2 separate regions of the Capsicum annuum genome follow, and region 2 is linked to region 1. The links are chromatin contacts, called in public Hi-C maps. All regions are on one chromosome and are shown on one strand. Each heading gives the region's core, a stretch centred on a gene start, on an enhancer-like site or on the middle of the called end of the contact. The rest is flanking DNA. Distances are from core to core; before and after follow the strand shown. Region 1 holds the start of LOC107857557 (transketolase, chloroplastic). Region 2 holds the start of LOC107857556 (UDP-glucuronate 4-epimerase 3).

The links. A called contact is a pair of places that touch in the nucleus more often than the background predicts.
Region 2: a contact with region 1 is called in a Hi-C map of leaf, with 2.9 times the contacts expected there. The contact joins the promoter of LOC107857556 here to the promoter of LOC107857557 in region 1. A contact is called at or near these places in 2 of 5 Hi-C or Micro-C datasets (leaf and placenta).

What each region holds. Positions count from the first base shown.
Region 1 is chr10:65,245,511-65,252,092 of UCD10Xv1.1, reverse strand. It overlaps LOC107857557 (transketolase, chloroplastic), which reads right to left and starts at 3,139. Exons shown (of 7, transcript XM_016702352.2): 1 at 2,564-3,139; 2 at 1,687-1,777; 3 at 1,456-1,561; 4 at 1,091-1,373; 5 at 761-909; 6 at 531-684; 7 at 1-70. The coding sequence starts at 3,046.
Region 2 is chr10:65,570,045-65,576,839 of UCD10Xv1.1, reverse strand. It overlaps LOC107857556 (UDP-glucuronate 4-epimerase 3), which reads right to left and starts at 3,318. Exons shown (of 1, transcript XM_047397945.1): 1 at 1,560-3,318. The coding sequence starts at 2,985. The coding sequence ends at 1,693.

The DNA of each region.
Region 1 (6,582 bases), core at 1,890-4,389:
TGGCAAGAGCATTAAGGTTTTGTTGTGACAAGTTTCTGGTGGCATCCGCTGGGCTCTCAGGAAGGTAAGTCTGAGATCAAGAAACATGCAAATAATTAATTAAGATAAACTTGATATTGCAAAAGATACAGAATTTATCAGTTTTTACCAACACAATGCATTTGAGGAAAACTGAACTTAGAGCAGTTACACTAAAACAGTTATTTCAAACTAAGTTGCTAGGACTCTTTGAAAATGTCATGGGGTGCATGTTGGATCCTTCAAAAGTAGTGCATTTTCAGAGGATCGGACACGGGTGCGGCAACATATTTGGAGAGTCCGAGCAACTTAGATTTCAAAAAAACAAGAATTAGGGAAGGGTGCTCAGGAAATATGAAGTCTGGAAAAAACAATTGAAGAAAAGCTCTTGCCTGCTGCAGTAGAAACAACTATAGGGAACCCCAATCAAAAGTTAAGGACTGTTATACAGATGGTCTATAGAAAAAGGAACACTTGGGTTAAAATATGAGAAGGAGACAAAGATCACTTACAGGAAGAGCTTTCGCCCAGCCAGCAGGTAGTTCACCAGTAATGATGGATTTTAAATCTGCAGCTTCCTCTGGGTACTTTTTCTCATATTCAGCAAACTTAGCATTCCATTCAGTTTCAAGGGCAGCACCCTCAGACGTATGACGGCTCCAATGGCTGCAGTAAGCACATAATACCAATATAAGTGACTGCAAAGCATAAAACAATCTAGGAAAAGAGGATGTTATAGTACGTCTTCACATCTCCAGGCACATGGAAAGGCTCATAAGGCCATCCCAGGTTATTTCTAGTGGCCTCCACTTCCTTTGCTCCAAGTGCACTGCCATGCACACTGTAAGAGTTTGCCTTGTTCGGAGAGCCAAAACCAATGGTAGTAGTTACCTGTCGGGAAAAAGGAACAGCCAAAGTAATGAGAGGCGTTACCAAAAAAATGGGGGAGTGATAAGAAAAAGTAAAAAGATATAAAAAAAAACAAGTGTAATCTATATGGTACAGAAGACAATGGTTGTTTGGTGTTTTGAGAATCTCTTCTTAGACTATTTAATTCAAGTGCATATTCGACCTTGATCATAGTGGGTTTGTCTTTGACAGCTTTGGCTTCCTTAATGGCAGCACGAATTTCATCATAACCTGTGTTACCATTCTTCACCCAGATCACATGCCATCCTAGAGACTCAAAACGAGCAGAGACATCCTCAGTGAAAGCAATTTCTGTGTCGCCATCAATGGAGATGTGATTATCATCATAGAAAGCAATCAGCTTCCCAAGTCCCCAGTGGCCAGCAAGGGAACAAGCTTCATTTGAGATACCCTCCATCTGGCAACCATCACCAAGTATAACATATCTGAACAGCCAACGCCATTGCCATTAGTCAAACTAGACAATACAGAATGAAAACGGTCTAGGGATCCAGGAAACACTCTTACGTGTAGTGGTCAACAATCTCACTGTCTGGCTTGTTGAACCGAGCGGCCAAGTGTCTCTCTGCAAGGGCCAAGCCAACAGCATTGGCAATACCTTGCCCCAGAGGACCTAATAGCAAATAAAAGAAGATTACAATCAGTTATATCAACACCCAACTCAAAATTATTGAAGCTAATGTATAACATGATACATAAATACAAAACAATAGTATCAAAGTACATAGATATACTAACCAGTGGTGACTTCGACTCCAGGTGTCTCGAAGTTCTCAGGGTGACCGGGGATTCTGCTACCCCACTGACGGAAACTTTTCAAGTCCTCTTCCTAATTAATTAGTAGTAGCAAAGATAATCAGCAATGCATAATGAATGAGAAATGACTAGTTTAAATTTCAGTAACACTCAAATCATAATATAACGGAACTGGACTATAGATGGTCATTTAAACAACAATATCTATACCAACTTTAAAGATCATTAATCCTCCAATAGAAACTTAAAACATCAGCAGTTATTGTCCAAAATGTCCTCAATTTCAAACAATGATTTATAAAAAATCACCCCAAAGTTGAAACCTTTTCTTCCGATGAAGAACTATCCATCCAATTCTGAACGTAAAATAGCAAGACAGAGGATGAATTACGAAATAAAAATTGCTGGCATGTGTTAATTGTCCAAGGTGTAAAATGTATAGGATGGATGAGATACTAATAAAGATACAGTTTTGAAATAATATGGCACCTTTGAAATTTCAAGATTCAGACCAGTCGATCTTTGATCATAATCTTTCATATATCTTTTAAACATCTTCAGTTGTCTATCATTGTAACTTATAATAATTTTTTTGAAGTAGTTTTCAATATATAAATTTTGTTTCAAAAACTTTAAACATTACACCCTGAATTCATGGTCAAAATTAAACTGTTTGAATCTCGAAATTCAAACTATGCCACAGAAATTGAGACATAGTAAGAGTAATCGATAATAATGTTCATCTGATTTTCCCTTTACATTGAAAATATTTTCTGCAATTCACGTAACAAACACATTTTTTTCACCTACAAAACAAACCAATAGATCAAACATAATATGAGACGAGGGAGAATTAGACCTGAACAGAGTCATAACCAGCGAGGTGGAGAAGAGCATATTGAAGCATACAACCATGACCAGCAGATAGAACAAATCGGTCACGATTAAACCAGTAAGGATTCTTTGGATTATACTTCATGACTTCATCGTACAATATATGACCCATTGGAGCACATCCCATCGGCAAACCCGGATGACCCGAATTAGCCTTTTCAACAGCATCAACAGCCAAAAATCGAATAGTGTTTACAGATTTCTCAACAAGTGCAGCATCAGTTTTCTCCAAAGTCTCTACAGCTGCGGAGGCGCGAACAGAAAGCTGCTGTTTAGTGAAGGATGTGGAGGGAAGAAGAAAACGGCGGTGGGAGGAAGTGAAAGGGGTGGATTTAAGGCCAGAGAAAATGGGGAAAGAAAGAGAAGGAGAGGAAGAAGACGAAGAGCCATGGCGAGGGAGAGAAGGAGAAAAGATAGCTTGAGAGAGAGTGAGAGAAGATGAAGCCATGGCTCTATATGGAATTTGTCTGTTGAATGAGGAAGATGAGGATGAGAGAGTTTATATTACTTTATATAGTAAGTGTCAATAAGAGGTTCAACATGCCTGTTTGCGCTAATTTCAATTGTTTCAATTATAATTTTATTATATTATTTTTAAAAATTTATGATATCAAATAAAATTATAAAATAATTGATATGTCTATTTATATTGCATGTTTTAATAGTAATTTTATTTTATTATTCTAAATTAATTACTATAAGTTATTTAAATATTAAAAAATGTAGTATTAATAAAAAATATAAAATTAACAAAAAATTACTAAATTAACTTTCAGACGTGATTGCTTGTGTTGCTTGCTTCAGTTGCTTCAATAGTAATTTTAATAAATTATTCTTAATTAATTATTATAAGTTATTTAAGCATTAAAAAATTTGTGAAATCAAATAAAAATATAAAATAATCGACATTCCTACTTGTGTTGCCTACTTCAATTACTAGATTACTTCAAGTTAATTGCTATAAGTTATTTAAGTATTAAAAAAATTATAATATTTAATAAAAAATATATTACTATATATAATAAGTGTCAATAAGCAGGCACGTCTTCGACATGCCTGCTTGTGTTGCTTGCTTCAGTTGCTTCAACCATAATTTTACTATATTATCCCTAATTAATTACTATAAGTTATTTAAGTATTAAAAAATTTGTGATATCAAATAAAAATATAAAATAATCGACATGCCTACTTGTGTTGAATGCTTCAATCGTAATTTTACTATATTACTCCAAATTAATTACTATAAGTTATTTAAGTATTAAAAAAATTATAATATTTAATAAAAAAACATAAAATTAACAAAAAAATGCTAAATTAACTTTAAAACATAGTTGTTTGTGCTGCTTCCTTCAGTTGCTTTAACCATAATTTTACTAGATTACCCCTAATTAATTACCATAAGTTATTTAAGTATTAAAAAATTTGTGAAATCAAATAAAAATATAAAATAATTGACATGTCTACTTGTGTTGCCTGCTTCAACCGTAATTTTACTAGATTACTCCAAATTAATTACTATAAGCTATTTAAGTATTAAAAAAATTATAATATTTAATAAAAACTTTAAAATTGACAAAAAATACTAAATTATTTTTTGTTTTTTTAAATTAACTTGATGTGTTATATGATGCCTATTTATGCTTTTTTCACAAGTGTTTTTTATAGTAATTTTATTATATTACTTCTAATTAGTTCTTATAATTTATTTAAGACATGAGTTTTTCGCTGCTTCAATCGTAATTTTATTATATCACCCCTAATTATCTATTATTATCGCATTAGAAAATTAATAATATTTCATAAAATAGACACAAAATGATGAGTTAATATAAAACATATGATTGACTATCAAAATTATATTACTTCCACATAAGTCAACTTTTGAAATTATATCAGTGTCACTTGAATTGAAATATAAGAAATAGTATTATAAATCACAATAATTAAAATTATTTTAATAATTAATTATCTAAATTATATTTGTGTCACATTAATTGAAATTAAAAAAAATAACATCTATTAAGCCCGTGCTACACGGGCCTTCAATGTCTAGTATTATATATATTGGGGAAGTACAATTTGGATGGTGTTTTTGTGGATTAAATTGAAAATGTGAGCCGTTGGTTAGCTCTTGGAGAGAAAGGGTTAAAACCTTAAAACCACTACAGAAAAAATTAAAAAAGGATATAGAATATAACTATGATGAAAAAGATAAAAAACAAGTCCAAAAAATAAAATTACTTTGTAGAGAATTACCAAAATTACAATTTCCAGATGAAAATAGAAAATTTATATATATAGTAGAAGCAGATGCAAGTGAATATAGCTACGGAGGAGTACTTAAATATCGATATGAAGCAGAAAAAATAGAACACCATTGTAGATACTACTCAGGTACGTTCAACGAAACAGAAATAAAATGGGAAATAAATAGAAAAGAGTTATGTTCATTATATAAGTGTTTATTATCATTTGAGCCATATATTGTATATAACAAATTTATTGTACGAACAGATAATACACAGGTACGTTGGTGGCTAACAAAGAAAATACAAAATTCAGTTACAACAAAAGAGATTCGAAGACTAGTTTTAAATATATTAAATTTCACATTTACAATTGAAGTGATCAGTACTAACAAAAATGTTATTGCAGATTACATATCAAGACAAAGCTACACAGACTGATATAGTAGAGGAAGATACTCTAGAAAAAATACTTAACACCCTAACTACGCTTTCTATGAAAGTGGACAGTATGGGTAATGAGATAGAAAAGCTAAAGACTAATGAAGATAAACTGAAGTCTATAGCTACAAATCAGCTAACTCAGCAGAGTGCAGAGCTATGTCGATCGGAAGACATTAAAAGTCCAGAGCTAGAAGGAGACGTTGGGACACTCCATAAAACCCATAACATCTATCAATCTACTTCTGCAGGTACAAGCAAAGGAGTTAATAGGCCAAGATACCAGAATGCAAATATGAATAAAATATTTGAAAAACCATTTACCCCCAAAACACAAAAAGACCATTTATTCATACCCCCACAAGTTAACACATACCGAGACAGCCTAAACCAAGACAAGAAAATATACAACTACACAGCCCAAAAATACATAGAAAATATATATAGAGTCCAAACCTTTCTAAACCATAACCCCAGAGCTACAGATATCAAAGAACCAAATACCAATTATATAACCCAAAAATTACAAGGATACAATAAACTAATAGCACTACCCAAAACTAACCCAAGCCTAGTTAAAACTTGTTTTGACTATGGACTACTAAATACCATATACACCCAAGACGGAGAAGAGCTAACAGCTATGGAAGAATTATATAAGATATTTACTACCTATAAAAGAATAACAAAAGGAAATTTATTTTATATAAAATGTTATACTGCACCAGCAGAGATATTATATGATGAGATAAAACTATTGGATAAAATCCTATCAACTCTTCCTATAGGAAATGTCCAAGACTTGATTTTTCCAACTAATCATTCATCTGCAGCGATAGCCGATCCTATGTTGGAAAAAATCTAAACAATATTAACCGTTGATAACTGTTTCAATAGATCACTCATGTGTTGCAACAATGTGTGACCTGCTGCACAGACCATTCATCTTTCTTAATAGATGAGTGATATGTTTTGTATTATCGTAACAGATTACTCAGCTATTGTTGTAGGTTAGTTAACTGCTATGACAGATCACTCATATGTTACAACAGATGTGTGATCTGTTGCACAAACCATTCATCTTTCTCAACAGATGAGTGATATGTTTTGTATTATCGTAATAGATTATTTAACTGTTCTAACAGATCACTTATATGTTGCAACAGATGATGTCACAATAGTTGTGTGATCTGTTGAATAGACCATTCATCTGTCTTAAAAGATGAGTGATATGTTTTGTATTGTTGCAACAGATTACTCATCCGCTACAATAGTTTGGTTATATACTGCAATAGAT
Region 2 (6,795 bases), core at 2,069-4,568, 320 kb before region 1:
TCATTTTTACGTTTATAGGATGACAAGGACCAGATTTTGTATGACTAGTTTTATTAGGATATTATTTGCCAATTACTGAATGTGTCTCTGTTATGAATAAGACAGAATAAGCAAATTATAAGCAAACAAAAAAATAAGAACACAAATTTACGTGAAATTCCTTGCGGGAAAAACCACGGGCAGAGGCAGAGGAATTCATTATAATGAGGAGTACAATATGGAAACGATCGTCTCAATTTCGTGTATATGAGAACAATTCGAAATAGTCCACTAAACGCACTTATACAATACAGGTCCATACCACTACAGACCCCATGAAAAATCATAAACACGGGTAGACCCCATGAAAAATCACAAACATGGATCGCACCACAAACTTTTTAGGATCGGATCAACAAAATTTGGGTTACAACTCTAGCAGTCTCCCACTTTACACCTTTCCTTACCTTCCACGCTGGCTCCAGAAGCAATGGAAAAAATGCTGATGCAACTGGAACAAACCACTAGTTTCAAAGCTCCAATAAGGTATGAGAGGGTAACCACAATACACTAATAACATTTGCTGCTGCTTCTTTTTTATCGGTGCCCTGACGACCGGGGAAACAGTGAGGCAACAGAAAACGGCCACTAGTTGTCAAAATTTCAATATGCTATCGAGAGGGCTATCAAAGTCTACCGATAGTGTTTGCAGTTATTTCTTCCCTTTCAACATACAAGCAATCGGTCGTGAAACTTTCTTCAGTAAAAGTTCATTCTGGTTATATTGGTATCTCTCTTTCTGCTTTTACTTATTCTTAAAAAGTCAGAAATAAAAGGAAGAAGTACACACATATAACAACTTGCTGACATAAAACCAGACGGTTAGCTTAGGATCAACGGTAATCCTCACAAAATACTTACAGCTAGGTCAACCCTAGGCGCTTCAAAGATGAACGGTAAGCCTCACAAACGGTAATTGTCATCTTGCTTCTTAACTACATGCCAATATTTGTTATCATCTTTAGTTATACATAATGGCTAATCCTTTCCTCCAATCTCCACAGAAGGAAATTTTAGAAAGAATAGAGAAAGCAGCCAATACATTCATCTATTGTTACTACTCTGAACAGTTAACTTTTAAAAATGTAGAATCTTTCATCTGAGAGCCAAAATAAGATGTGTAACACTTCAGAAATCATGTACACAGAATGATCACGGAGATAACAAGATAAGAAAGGAATAGATATTCAAAAAATAGTGCAAAATGGAAAACACCAAATAGACATACTTAGAACACAAGATTATGCTCTGATAAGACAGAGACATTCAAGCCAAGTGTGATATACACAAATAGTTCTAACATGGAACTATCATCTGCTACTATTATTATAATTTAATAAAGATTATACATGTCCATTGTCCATAATCAGCAGCTGTCAATCAATTATGAAATCCTTTAAACTACAACAATGGCATTCCTGGAACTGGTAAAAAGTTGGTTTCAGGTTGCATTTGATACAGATTAAATTGCCTGGAAAACAATGTCCATCAATCACACAACTTAATCGTGGGATCGTATATGCTCCTTGAATCGCATCATTAGAATATTTGAAATCAATAAAATAGTGCAATACATGTATGCTCAAACAATAACAAGAATGAAAATGAACAAGAATTGAACTCCTACCACACAATTGAAAGAATGTATGATCACTAGGCACTCTTCTTTCCATCACCATAGTAACTGATGTACCATCGAACAAATTTCTTCAGTCCTGTCTGCAGATCTGTTGTAGGCTTATATCCAAGTTCCCTTTGGGCAAAGCTTATGTTTGCATGAGTAAACGGCACATCACCATTCCTTGGCAACTTCATCACTGATCTTTTAGCCTTTACCTTTAGCAATCTTTCCAAAATGCTGACAAGATCAGAAACAGGCACAGGAGAAGTGTTGCCCAAATTGAACATCCGCAATTGAGCAGGGCCTTTCTTTTTCCCACCACTTCCGGTGCTTTCTTCAGCCGTGTCCAATGCTCCCAAACAACCCTTTACTATGTCATCAATGTAGGTAAAGTCCCTAGCAACAGTGCCATGATTAGCTGCCTCAAAGATGGATATTGACTGTCCCTTCAAAATATCCCTTGTGAAAAAGAAGTAAGCCATATCTGGCCGACCCCATGGTCCATAAACCGTGAAAAATCTCAATCCAGTTAGTGAAAGCCCATATATATGATTATAGGTATGAGCAATTTCCTCACCAGCTTTTTTAGTTGCAGCATATAGACTAGCAGGCTGGTCTGTTCTATCCATCTCCGAAAAGGGTACTTTAATATTCATTCCATAAACAGAACTTGATGATGCCCACACAATAGCAGGTTGAGGATTAGCATTTTTGCAAACCTCAAGGAGATTAACCAAGCCAGCAATGTTACTATGCACATATGAGCTAGGATTTTCCATGGCATACCTTACACCCGCTTGTGCAGCCAAATGCATCACATGACTAAATTGAGCAACGTCAAATAATTTCTTCAAGAAGGTGACATCATTGATGTCACCTTCTACAATGTAAACCCCTGCATGCTCTAATAGAGATTGCCGAGCTCTTTTTAGAGACGGATCGTAATAGTCATTGAAATTATCCAACCCCACTACGCCATCACCACGACGTTTTAACGCAGCTGAGACATGTGTTCCTACAAAGCCAGCAGCACCAGTCACCAAAACAGAAATACCATTTCTTGACCTGACTTTTGCTGAGGACTTAATCCTTTTTTCCCAAGCTGGGCCATCATACGAGCTGGTTCTAAGAGATCGTCTCGAGAGATCTGAACCGGCAGGGGACGACGAGGATGGTGATCTGAAAAAGCATACAAAGATCAAGCCCAAGAAGACAAATGACCAAAATGTGAGCTTGGCTACAGAAAAATATAGCCTGAGCCTATTGTAAGGGGATTTTTCCTTTAACTTTCCTGGGGTTGATGGAATATTGTCAATGTGCTTCATTTGTGATATTATTCTTGGGAAATCTTGAAGGTTTCAGCAACTTTTCTTGAAAAATGCTAAGTAAGTGTTAGGGTTTGGAAAATTCCCCCATTTTCCCCCCCATTTGTGATATTTTTGGGTAGTTGAAATGGAGAAAAGAAACAAGGGGGAAAAAGGGGTGGCAATGACGGAGCTGGATAATATGGAACTTTAGCCCCTTTATTTATGGGAACCTAATGGTTTCTTGAAAGAACTGTTAATAGGTTGTTGTTGGAGGATGATGATTCATTAGGAAAATGGGTGATTGGAGAGAGAGAGATTGGGGATGTGCACTGAGGGTTCGTTTGGTAGAGTGTCTGCATACATTTTAATTTAATGTGTATTATTAGTACTTTTTTTGATATATTTTATTAGTTTATGTATAATTAATACAAATAATAATTATATACTCTATTGTGTATTAAGATGTGTATCACTAATATCTTAAAATGCATAATATTAGTAATATAATGGATCTTACGCATTCATTAATATGCTTAAAGATCCTATTACCCTTCAAAAAAAATTTCGCATTCTTTCCAACATATATATTAAGGGTATTATGTAAAAAATTTTTTTTTTTAGAAATTATGTAATTAATTTTTTTAATACATCGAACCAAACACTGCATAAGAAAAATATAAGCATAACTAACAGCAGGGGTGTACATAGGTCGGGTTAGTTTGGTTTTTTATTGAATAAAAACCAAATCGATTGTGTCGTTTATTAAAACTATAAATCAAATCAAACCAACATAAAATCGGTTTTTTCGGGTTAGGTTTTAGTCGGTTCTTGCGGTTTTTTCGAGTATTCTCATTTTTCTTATAATCTTTATTTTTTATAATTATATTGTGATTGAAAAGTAGATCAAATATGTTTTCACTCATGTGCTAGCTAATGGAAAAACTCAATTATGAAAACTAAGGAGCGAAAAACTCTCTTGAAACTAACAAATAAGATGAAGAGTGAAGAGTTTAAGTTTTAAGTTTATATTGAGTTTTGGATCATTTTATTAGCATATATATATACATAAACTTTCTAAATATTGAAAATTAATAAAAGTAATTGAAAAAGTAGATTATAAATTTTATGTATAAGAAGTTAAATTATATATATATATATATATATATATATATATATTAGGTTTAATTTGGATTTGATTTGATTTTTTTTTGTTAACACCAAACCAAATCAAGAATGATCGGGTTTTTTTTTCAAACGCCAAATCAATCAAACCAAATCATAAGTTGATTTTTTTTTCTCGGTTTGATTTGGTTCTTTGATTTGGTTTGACTTGATGGTTTGATCTATACACCCCTAATTAATACAAATATTATATTTTATTATAAATATTATTAATATAAGCATTACTAATACATCATATTTTACATAATTTTATACACTCGCCAAAACGACCGCTAATTGGGGAGGGACAAAGAATGAGGTTTGAAGAATTTAGTAAAAACAGAATAACGAAGATTTGAGGTGGACTAGTAAGGAAATCCAGCTGAAAGTCAAACAACAATGTAATTAATGAAATTATATAAAATTTTATTATTTTTTTAGAAAAATTTAATACAAACTATTATTCCTTGTTCATTTATCCCGTTTAGAATAAATTATTTAAAATTACAACTTTATTTTATAGTACTACACAATATCATAAATTTCTAAAATAATAATAAATATCTCATTTTTATAATTTCTCTCTTTATAATTCATGTATATGATTCTATTTTTACAATTTCTTTCTCTATAATTCACTTACGTAACTCTATTTTTCATTTATACACTTTTTTATCTTATAAAATATGTACAATCAAGGAACCACATTCAAGAGGTTATCAAGTTTGAATACAAAACTGAAAAATCCTAGAGCAAAACTCAAGCGACTTTTGCATATCCTCCGCGTCAAGAAAGCAATTACAATAAACTGTTCTAGCTAACAACTGGCTGTGGGATGGTTCAATGAATCTTTTTTAATTGATATGGAGATACTTTATTAGGCTTTCGATTTTCCCCTCGTAGCTTATTAGAGAGAACTAGATGTATTTGGCCCGTATTGAGTTCGGACTCAAAATTAACATTAAATTTTATATTTGTAATTTTTTTTTAATCTTGTTGCTATTCTTGTTTTTTATTTTTATTTATTTTTGTGACATTATATTAGTTGTAAAGATCGTTCGATAATATCTCAATATTTCTAACATTAATCAAATAATTTCTTTAAAAAATTAAATAAATAATATTTTTCTTAGAAATTATTTTAAAAAAGGGCAGTCTGGTGCACTAAAGCTATCGCTATGCGCAGTATTCGGGAAATGACCTCACTACAAGGGTGTATTATACGCAGCCTTTCCTTTCATTAGAGTTTATTTTAGATTTTCTTTTTAGTTTCAAATGCATGCATGCACCGATGCTATTTTTCTTTTTATTTTAACGGTAGCTTTGAAGATAAAAGTCTTTAATGATCCAAATCGAATTTTACCTTATGTTGAATTAATTTCATCATTCTTTTCTCAATTCAACTTAAATTGACTAATCTATTTTTCATTAAATTTTTGTCAATTAAACTTATATTAATTAACCCATTTGTTACAATCTATATATAATAGAAAGGAAGGCCATAGAGAAGATGATGTGATATCTCTCTATGATCTCCATTCTTATTTTTCTTTTTTCTTTTTTTTTGACCTTTTCTCATCTTTCTTTTAATTATTTAATTTTAAAAAATTATCTCCTTAATTAATATTAATAATATTCATAACTCTCAATCCTTTCAAATTCATAATCCTCAATTATTTATTATATTAAGTTTATGACACATTAAAATCATACTAATAAAAGTTTGTTTTGAGGTATATATAATGATTACACCATTTTCATTTCTCTATATTCTTCATCTTTTGTCTTTTTGGTTGATTAATTTTTTGATTTGTTTATTTGATTTTGCAGATTAGAAGGAGATATTATAATGTGAATTGTTAGATATTTTTGTATGATTCAATTTTATGAGGTAAAATGAACCGATATGCCTAATATAATTACAACTCTTTGTTTGATGCATTATACATTAATATTATTTATTTGAATTTTTGATGATATGATTTTTTAAAATAAATTGATTTTTCTCTTTGCTTATCTTTGTAGTTTTTAGAGACTTTGATTAATATGTTTATTTTTTTTTATTGTTTTGAAAGAAATTTATGTTATGTTAACAACAAGGTTCTTCTTTCCTCTTTAACTCATGTATTTTTGATGATATAGTTTTTTAAAAATGATTTGATTTCTTTTTTTTTACTTCTCCTTACAGTTTTTAGAGAATTTGATTGTTTTTTTTTCTTTAATTCTCTTTGTTGTTTAGGGAGAATTTGATTGTCTTATGTTGATAATAAGGTTCTTCTTTCTTCTTTAACTCACAATTAACTATTCTTTAAAGTTTTTATTTTTGCCTATATAAATTTATATTTAATTCATGGAGACTCCCATTCAAGGTTATCCCCTCTTCGTCATCATTTTAGTTTACGAATTAACTAATTTACTAAATGTGCAATCTCATGATCGTAATTTAATTGTAATTTTTTTAAATTATAATATCCATTAGAATATTTATGAAATAGTATATTAATTATTAAAACATATTCAATCTTTTCTTATAACCACGCAAAGCGCGGATAAGTATACTAGTAAATAAATAAATTCTGACATACAAAGTAATATAATAAATTTTTAATACTGCAAATTGTTGTATGATAAAATCAATAAAGTTAACTTATAAATAAAGATAAAATT